2 separate regions of the Mus musculus genome follow, and region 1 is linked to region 2. The links are chromatin contacts, called in public Hi-C maps. All regions are on one chromosome and are shown on one strand. Each heading gives the region's core, a stretch centred on a gene start, on an enhancer-like site or on the middle of the called end of the contact. The rest is flanking DNA. Distances are from core to core; before and after follow the strand shown. Region 1 overlaps Gm40602 (predicted gene, 40602). Region 2 has its middle 15 kb from the start of Gm40602.

Region 1 (4,818 bases), core at 1,995-4,494, 38 kb after region 2:
AAAAGGCAGATACAGTGGTCCATGTCTGTACATGGTGAGGTGCTTGCTGGCTGGCCAGCATAGACCACGTCTCAAAAAATCAGGTAGGAGCTGGTAAGCTAACTCAGAGTGTGAAATGCAAGTCACTGAGCCTGACAAACCAGGCATAGTGGAAGAGGAGAACTCCTGAAAGTTGTCCTTTCACCTCCACACACATGCTGCAGCCCTCACTCACACACACACACACACACACACACACACACACACACACACCACACTCACATACATGGACATACACACAGATATACACAAACACCACACACTCACACACAGATACACATACACACATATACTTACAGGCACATGTACAGGACACACATACAGCCAAAAATACCACAGACCCATACACACACACATATGCACACACACAGACACAAACACCACTCTCACACACATACATATAAGCACTGCAACACAAGCACACACACTCACACACATGCACAGACACACACACACACATATACACACACAGGACACACACACACATATATACACACAGACACAAATACCACAGTCACACACACAGCCACACACACACATAAACACATGGACACACACATAGACACAGACACACATGCACAAACACCACACACACACAGGTATGCATACACACACACACAAACACAGATACACACACAACCCACACATATACACACAGACACACAAAACCATCCACTCATATACACATACACAACACACATACACACACATTTCATATTTCTTCTCCCTGAAAAAATGTCCTCTGAGGAGCAGAACAGATACTGGAATGCTCACCAAGAGCAATACAATAGTACAGAGTACCTGGTAGGTTATGTACAGGCAGTTAATAAAACCCTAGAATAACAACTAAAATTCCCTAAAAAAATGTTCAGACAAAGTCAAACTGGCAAAGTTTCTTACCCTGCCTACCCTGTGGCGTGATTAATTCAACCATGAGTGTGAAGTCCTTTTCTGCCCAGCTTCAGTTAGTGAACGCGACACATGTGGACGCACCAGACACATCGTCTGGGTGACTCATTGCCTACGTAGTGTCCATTCCTGCCCTCTACCATCATGCTTCTGTCATCCTAATGGTTTTGTGGAGGAGTGTAGTGCAGGCTTCAACTAGATGACCAGTGGAAAGGCTTTCGGAAGTTCTTTCTTCTACACTTAGCAGCCTCTTATGTCCCAGGCTTGTCTGTCAGCTCTGACGGGGAGCCTTAAACAGCAACATAATTTGTGACAGTCTTGCCGGCTGGGAGTGCAGCAAGTGTGACCCCAGAGGTCCCCCTGGTTTGCATGCAGTGGGTTTTGGTTGGAAAAGGAAGGGGAGGGGGCCAGGTGGGAGCAAGCTGGCTCTGTGGTGTCCCTTCCTAAGACTCCAATCCCATCCTGAGCTTCTCAAGGGCTCTGGCTCCAAACAGTGCCACCCTGGGGGTTCCTACTTGGATGCAACAATATGGGGTGCGGGGGATGTGTAAGAAACAATTCAGTAAGATCTGGCGGGCAACACTGAACACAACTCCGTTGGGAATTATGTCTGCATTTGTCCCGGGGCCTCTGGGAAATTCTGAACAGCCTGAATTAAGGAGCATCCTAATTAGATGTGCACATCTGACCGGAGGGATTCTGTGGTCTGGAAATCTTTCTAAGTAAGAAGCCGAAAGAATAGTACAGTATAGCTCTCTGCTCCTTCCTTGCATGATGTATGCATGCTTATTTATTTCATTGAACAGGTAAATTAGATTTGTGATTGTCTCGAATCCCTCGGCGTATCTTACCTAGGGACAGTGACATTCTCCTGGATTACCGCAGAGCCGTTATGTGTCCTCAGGAAACTCAACCCAGTACTCAATGGACAGTGCACACTCAAATCTATTTAGTGTTTTGGTGATGAAAGAGCAGTAAAACAAGCAACCCAGAAGTTGTTTGGATATTGAGTGTTAGTTTAGTGTTGTGAATCTCATTTACTCTGGAATCGCAGACTTGTTCTCATTGTAAATGATGTTTTTTTAAGTCTAAACTTTTTTATGTACTTCAATTTTGGTTTGCTAATTACTCCATCATTTAAATATTGAGACTATGTTTTCTTGCAGGACTGTTATGGGTGTGAGGTACTTCCTTCAGCATCTTGATTTAGGAGGTATGTGTAAATTGTTAATTTGATATTATGGATGATGCTTTTTAAAAAGTTTGTTACTGGGATAATTTAAATCCGGGTTAGAGTAGTAGGGATCCATTTTGATTTCCATTGTTCTGTTTGTATAATCGACACTTGAAATTGTATATGTTGGGTGAAACATGATATACACACATCCTGTGGAATGGCTACCCCAAGCTATTTTATATACCTTGTCTTCCCCAGACTTGCCATTGCTTTATAGTGAGAGAGCTTAAAACTTATTATCTTTTTTTTTAAGATTGATTTATTTATTTCATGTATGTGAATACATTGTTGCTGTCTTCAGACACACCAGAAGAGGGCATTGGATCCCCGTTACAGATGGTTGTGAGCACCATATGGTTGCTGGGAATTGAACTCAGGACCTCTGGAAGAGCAGTCAGTGCTCTTAAGCGCTGAGCCATCTCTCCAACCCAAAACTTATTAATACTTTTATTATTTGTTTGAGAGGGTCTCATGTATTCCAGACTGGCCTTGAACTCACTATGTAGACAAAGACAACCATGAACTTCTGATCCTCCTGCCTTCGCTTCCTAAGGACTGCGTTTATAGGTGTGTGTAGCAGAATTTTCTCCTAATTAATAAAGACGACAAGAAACCAAATACTGGGTGAGGAGGAGGTGAGGAGGAGGCGGGCCTTCGGTCCGAGAGAAGAAGAGGGAAGGCAGGAGACAGGCACCTACTTTTGGACGGTGGGAGCAAGGTGGACAGGATGTAGGCCGTGGATTGTTAGGTCTGGTGGCAGAGTCCATCAGGAAGATTTCTAACATTGAATAGTTGATAAATTTAGGATGATAGATTCCGTGCCCAGCGACTGTGTTATCTGTTGATTCTAAACAAGGGTTGCCTGGTGTTTTTCATTTGGTGGCGACTCAGGTGGGCTAAAGGGAAAGAACTTAGCAGAGGCAGAATTCAGCCAGGCTTTGGGACGAGAAGATTGGGCAAGGAGCTCCAGGGGAAAGGCATTGAGTGGCGTGAAGGCTGGCGAGAGCACACCCACAGCTGCCTGTGGGGACCAAGAGAGCTATCAGAGCTCGGGAGAGGCTTTGGCTAAGGGAGACAGATGGTCTCGGGCTGTGTGCTGGGCTGGGAACAGACGGAGACAGCCGGCCGGTGCCAAGCCGGCGATAGCGTGGATGATTTTTTATTTATTACATGCAACAGGTGTACAATGCCATGCTTGGATTACACGATGCTGAGGATGAAAGCCAGGGCTTCTTCATGCTTGCAAGCATGCAAAGCTGGTCTCTACTAGCTGAACTACAGCCCCAGTCCTCTTTTAATGATTTTCTTTTATTGTTATCTGGTGCTATATAACTAAAATCCTGTAACCTTTAATCCATAGATCTTCAGTCCTATACCCTGGTTATAATCCTTTTTCTCCCATGAGTCTGATTTCTCATGTTGTGCATGTAGGTGAGGTCATGTAGTACTTGCTTCTTTGTGCCCAGCCTATACACTTAACAAAATCCTCAGTGTTCTCTTTAAAGGTGGAAGGCTATTCCATTTAGACATATGCTACCTTGATCTGTAGACCAGGCTGGTCTTGAACTCACAGCGATCCATGTACCAAGTACTGGGACTAAAGTTGTGTACTACCTGGCTTAAATCCATCTCTCTCCCTCTCCCTCTCCCCACTGTTTTTTGTTTTTTTGGTTTTTTTGAGACAGGGTTTCTGTGTGTAACCCTGGCTATCCCAGAACTCTCTCTGTAGACCAGGTTGGCCTCGAACTCACTGAGATTTGCCTGCCTCTGTCTTCTGAATGCTGGGATTAATGGCATGCATCACCACCACCCTGCCTGGCTTAAGTCGTTAAAGATGTATTTTACCATTGACTAGTGCAGTTCTCAGTCACCCTCAAAGAAGCATTAATCCACTCATCTTTTAGCTTGATTCCATAACCTAGTTGTTGGACATAGAGCTGCTGTGAGCATGGAGTACAGATGACTCTTCCACACATTGATTTCATAGCCTTTGGATGTGTGTTCCACATAGGAAGGATTTCTTTTCTTTTTTTTCTTTTCTTTTCTTTTCTTTTCTTTTCTTTTCTTTTCTTTTCTTTTCTTTTCTCTTCTCTTCTCTTCTCTTCTTTCTTTCTTTCTTTCTTTCTTTCTTTCTTTCTTTCTTTCTTTCTTTCTTCTCTCTCTTTCCTTCTTTTCCTTCTCTCTTTCTTTGTTTCACCTGTAATTATATTACTTGTAAGAAATAGATGCCTTTCTTATCCTTGCTATGTACACCTCAAAGTAGAAATGGTACTAATTTTAAGTTCTTTTTAAGGCAGATTCTAGTAAGTCTCTTCCCAGTAAAAATTACTCTTCCCCCTTTTGGTGACCCCGTAATTCTGTTTTTTGCAAGGATATATAGACTAGACTATATAGACTGCAAATATTCCATTTAGTTTACCCTAGTAGTTCACAGTCAGCTTTGGGTGCTTGGCAGTTCTCTATCTTAGGCCTTTCATTCTGGGTCTGTAAGAAGGGTCTTCCTCAATTTAGCTTGTGCAAACTCCAGATTTCTGTTTTGTTTTTTCACCCTGGGGTTGGCTTCCTCTGAAGTCCAAAGATTTAGCTGATGGTTTTTCAGCCCTCACAGTTTCTTTCCTCCCCAATACTGTTTT
Region 2 (4,573 bases), core at 258-2,757:
CTCAAACATTCTAATGTAGGCAGTTAGCTTCCCTCTTAGGACTGCATCGTGACCTCAAGAGTTTGTTCATTCTTTGTTAAATTCTAGTGTATTCTTCAGTGTTGGGGTAAAATGCTCTGTCGATAACTGCTAGGTCCATTTGATTCATGATGTCTCTTCATGTACCGCCCCCCCCCCCCAAGCCTGAAATCGGTCTGCCACTCCCACTGCTGCTACCTGCCGCCTAGCTGTTCCGGACTGCAACTGGACTCCAAGGATGATTTGGTGGGAATGGGCTCCTTCCCCCTTCTTCATAACCCGGTGCTCTGAACAGTAAAATGGAGCTTTGATCAGAACCTTGTTGTCTTAGCTCCATTCTTTCTCTCATCTGTCTAGTTCCCTTTCTTTCAGCTTGATTCTGCCGCTTCAGCCATATCCCGTTCCTCCCAAGCCGCTGGACGACATGCAACATCTTCACTTCAGTGTTTCTCTAGTTACTTTTTAACATGTGGATACTTTGTCTATTGGTGAGGGTGGGGTACTGAAGCCCCCCACTATCACCATGCTGGGGGCTTGGATCTGGTAGCATTTGCTCTATGAAAGTGGGTACATGTTTAGAATTGCAATGTCTTCTTGGTGAACTGTTCCTTTCATCACTATGAAGTGACTCTTATCTTTTCTTGTGAGTTTTGATTCTGTCTATTTTTAAAGCAGCTATTAGACTAGCAATGTCTGCTTGTTTCCTGGTTGTATTTGCTTGGGATAACTTTCTATCCTTTTAATCTGAGATAGTATCTACTGTTGATGGCAAGATGTGTTTCTTGGAGGCAGTAAGGAGAAGGCTCCTGTTTCCTATACCCATCTGTGAGTCTGTGACTATTTATTGGAGGCATTGAGAATATTGATATTCGGCGAGTATTCAGTTGTGTCTCGATTCATGTCGTTTTGTAGATTTTGTGGCATTTCTGTAGACATCTTTTGCTTTCTTTCAGTCCTTGGAATACATCTTCCTAGGTGTTTCTGGCCTTCAAAGTCTCTGTCAAATAATTGGTTGTTGTTCTAATGGGCCAGACTTTATAAGGGACCCAACCTTTGTAGCTTTTCAATAACCTTTTAGTTTGTGTTTTTGATGTTTTGACCATATGTTGTAGGGGAATTTCTTTTCTCGTCCTATCCATTTTTCTGTAGGCCTTGTATACCTGGAATATTGAAAATATTTCCTGTTAGATCTCTGAAGCAGCCGAAAGAGATAGAAAACAGAAAGGGACAAGTCTGACCTGCAACAGACAATACTATATTTATTCGTGCACACAGAGAGGGGCGATTTCTCTTTCTGGGAAATTAAGGGGTTTGCCCAGGGGAAAACCCAGCTGCTACCCTTTATACGGGTGGGGCGAGGGGCTTGGGAATGACGAAATCATTGCAGCCATGTAGTGTGTAATTATTAAAAAACAATCCATGCTATTGCCGGCTAGGCACCGGCTGGCAGTCTCTGTCTGTTCCCAGCCTGGCACATAGCCCGTGACTGCATGTTTCCCCTTGCCAACACCTCTCCCACCAACGCTGGCTATGCCTCTCCAGAGCTCTGAGATCACTCTTGGTTCCCGTGGCTAGCTGCTGCCAAACCATTCCGCACTCCCAATTTTCTAAGGCTATCTGGGGGGAGGCACACTCCACACTCTCGCCAACCCATGCTTCGATCTGGTTACCTTTACCCCGGAGTTCAGTTGAGTTGCTTCGAAATGGAAAACACCAGATAATCTTAGTTTAGAATAACAGATAACACCACCACTGGGTGCAGAATCTATTATCCTAAACGCACCAACTAATCTATGTTAGAAAATTTCCGGTGGCAATTCCACCACTGGATCTAACAGTCCCTGGTCTACATTTTGCCTGCGTTTGCTCCCACCACGCTGTCCAAAAGGGAGTGAGTGTCTTCTTCCTGTTTTCCCTCTTCCACTCTCAGACTGGAAGGCCCGCCTTCTCCTTGCCCAGAGATTGGCTTCTTGTCATCTTTATTATCCAATCAATTAATTAGGGAAAAATTCTGTTACACAGCCATAGCACACTGGTCTCTCCTTCTCAGGAAGGAGATTGATTCCCAAGGGAGATAGTGTACTGTCTCTAAAGACGTTCCTTTCTGGGCTGACCAATAATGGCTGATCAAGGTCACATGTAACCTTATAGTAAGTATCCAGTTAGGGCTTCTATTTGCTGTGATAATGAAACACCATGACCAAAATCAAGTTGAGGAGGAAAGGGTTTATTTGGCTTATACTTCATCACTGAAGAAGTCAGGACAGGAACTCAAAAAGGGCAGTTACATAGAGACGGCAGCTGATGCAGAGCCCATGGAGAAATGCTGATTACTGGCTTGTTCACCCTGCTTTCTTATATAACCCAGGGCCACTAGTCCAGGGGTGACTCTACCCACAATGAGATGGGCCCTTCCCCATCAATAACAGAAAATGCCTTATAGGCCTATCTATACCCTAAATATACAGAGGTATTTTCTCAGTTGAGGTTCTTCCTCTAAGATGATTTTAGTTTGTGTCAAGTTGACACAGACCCATCCAGAACAGATAGGATTCCTATGTTTATGATTGAGGGGCTCTATCATACTTCATGCTTTTGGTATAGTAGTCTTCTTCTCTGCCCATAATATCATAGGTTAACTGCTTTCATGGTATTCTAGAACTCTCCCATGTTCCATTCCGTTTAGCTTTTAAAATGCTTCTCATTGACCTGCCCTGCATCATCTTACCCTTGTACTTCATCTCCCGGTGCTGACTCTCTTTTTCCTAGGATACATTCTTTTGCCGAAGCTTTCCACTGCGATTATAATTTGGATTATTGAGTTTTTGTTTCTACCATTTCTGTGTGGGTATGTGTCTTAGGGTTTTATTGCTATGAAGAGACACCGTGACAAAGGTTACTCTTATAAAGGAAAATATTTAATTTGGGCTGGCTTACAGTTTTCATAGGTTCAGTCCATTATCATTATGGTGAGAAGCATGGCAGCATCCAGACAGACATGAAACTGGAAGAGCCAAGAGTTCTACATCTTGACCTGAAGGCAGCTAGAAGAAGACTCTTTCTTCTGTACTGGGCAGAACTTGAGCATAGGACCTCAAAGCCCATACCTATAGTGACACACTTCCTCTAAGAAGGCCACACCTAATAGTGCTACTCCTGGGCCAAGCAGAGTCAAACTATGACAGTAATTCTATCTCTTTATTGAGTTCTGTTTTTTTTGTTTGTTTGTTTGTTTTTTGTTTTTTGGTTTGTTGTTGTTGTTTTAAATCTTGGATTGGTTTCTTCATTCATTCAGCTCTTTATTTTTATTCTCTTGAGGTATCATCATACCTTCTCTGAGTCCTTTAAACATACAGTGATTCCTTTGAACTATTTGTCTCCCAGGCCTTTCTCAGTGGGAGCCATTTCTAGTGCAGGACTAGTGCAGGCATTGTTGTTGTGTTTAGTCATGTTACTTTTGTTTCTGCACTGGGACTACACATCTGAAGAACTTTATTACTGGGGTATTTCTTTTTGTTGAATCATCTTTCTCCTTTCAGCAGAGGTAGTAAAATATACAGAAAAGGACTAAGTTGGAAGAGGGTTGAGACATTGTTTTTCTCCACAGGACTGGTGTTCAAGGCTACAGGTTCCACCACTGATCTGCTGTGGAGAGTCCACTACTGTCTTACCTATAGTCACTATCCAAGTTTCATACATGCATGGCTAGTCCTCTCCTCTGCAGCTCTGTGGTGTGGCTCTCCATGCCTGGAGTCAGTCTACTCAATTAGATGTTGGAGGTATGAGACCTCAGAAAATCCACATGTGAGATCAGGAGGCATACACGTGGGAAGGAACAGGACCTACTTGGTAGTGTGGGGAAGCAAGATCCCCTGAGGATTCCGGAAACCTGGGGGTGATGCCAAATAGTTCAGAGAAGTGGAGATCCTGGAGAAGCCAGGAAGGACAGAGCAGAACCTGCCTGGCAGTGCAAGGAAGTAAATCCTGGAAAAGACTGGATGCCATTTATCTAAGGTACAGCGCATGCCCAAGAAAACCCCGGGCGATGCAAACAAGTGATGTGGCGTCACATCACGGACACATACAGGGCTACACATCTCCTGGTCCAGTCCAGTTGGGGTTGTTTCCTCAGCTCACTGGCCACTCTATTCTTGGGAGTGTTTTTTCTTTAAAACCAAACAGTGTTTGTATTCCGTGTCCCTGGTGTTCTCTTTTATCCTGGGACACAGAGTTTGGGATGGGGTACCTTCTGAACTCAGCCCTGAAGCTGATCATGTTTGTCCTCATAATGTCCCCTGGCATTTGGAGCTTTCTCACTGTTTCTCTGACAGCCGTGCCTAACTCTAAAGGTATTATTTTCCCCCATCTCCCTCCTCTTGACAGCTGGGGAATTTCCAGCTTGCCTGTCAAGTTGTTTTTCTCTCAAAATTTAATAAAATTGTCCTCAAGCTTCCTTCTGACTCCATTTAAAATTTCTTTTATTAATGAGACTAAAAGCCCAAAAGGAGACAAACATTGGTTTCCCTGGTAACGGTGATAAACAAACTAGCGGCAC

The links. Hi-C and Micro-C count contacts between places; a contact is called where the count stands out from the background.
Region 1: a contact with region 2 is called in a Hi-C map of muscle stem cells, with 1.6 times the contacts expected there. The contact joins two enhancer-like sites. A contact is called at or near these places in 2 of 15 datasets of contacts at CTCF or cohesin (CD8 T cells and the NIH/3T3 cell line), 2 of 484 Hi-C or Micro-C datasets (muscle stem cells and myocytes), 2 of 115 datasets of contacts at active chromatin or transcription factors (embryonic stem cells and pancreatic cancer cells) and 2 of 9 other capture datasets (adipose tissue and liver).

The regions. Positions count from the first base shown.
Region 1 is chr10:13,079,362-13,084,179 of GRCm38.p6, forward strand. It overlaps Gm40602 (predicted gene, 40602), which reads left to right. Exons shown (of 3, transcript NR_168593.1): 2 at 2,115-2,161. Among named protein-coding and RNA genes, the nearest start is that of Plagl1, 9.1 kb to the right of the region's middle. Within about 2 kb of position 3,245, at least 8 of the 459 cell types and tissues checked have an H3K27ac peak or open chromatin away from gene starts, as enhancers often do. A contact at or near this core is called in muscle stem cells, where this site is marked.
Region 2 is chr10:13,043,409-13,047,981 of GRCm38.p6, forward strand. No RefSeq gene overlaps it. Among named protein-coding and RNA genes, the nearest start is that of Gm40602, 15 kb to the right of the region's middle. Within about 2 kb of position 1,508, at least 13 of the 459 cell types and tissues checked have an H3K27ac peak or open chromatin away from gene starts, as enhancers often do. A contact at or near this core is called in muscle stem cells, where this site is marked.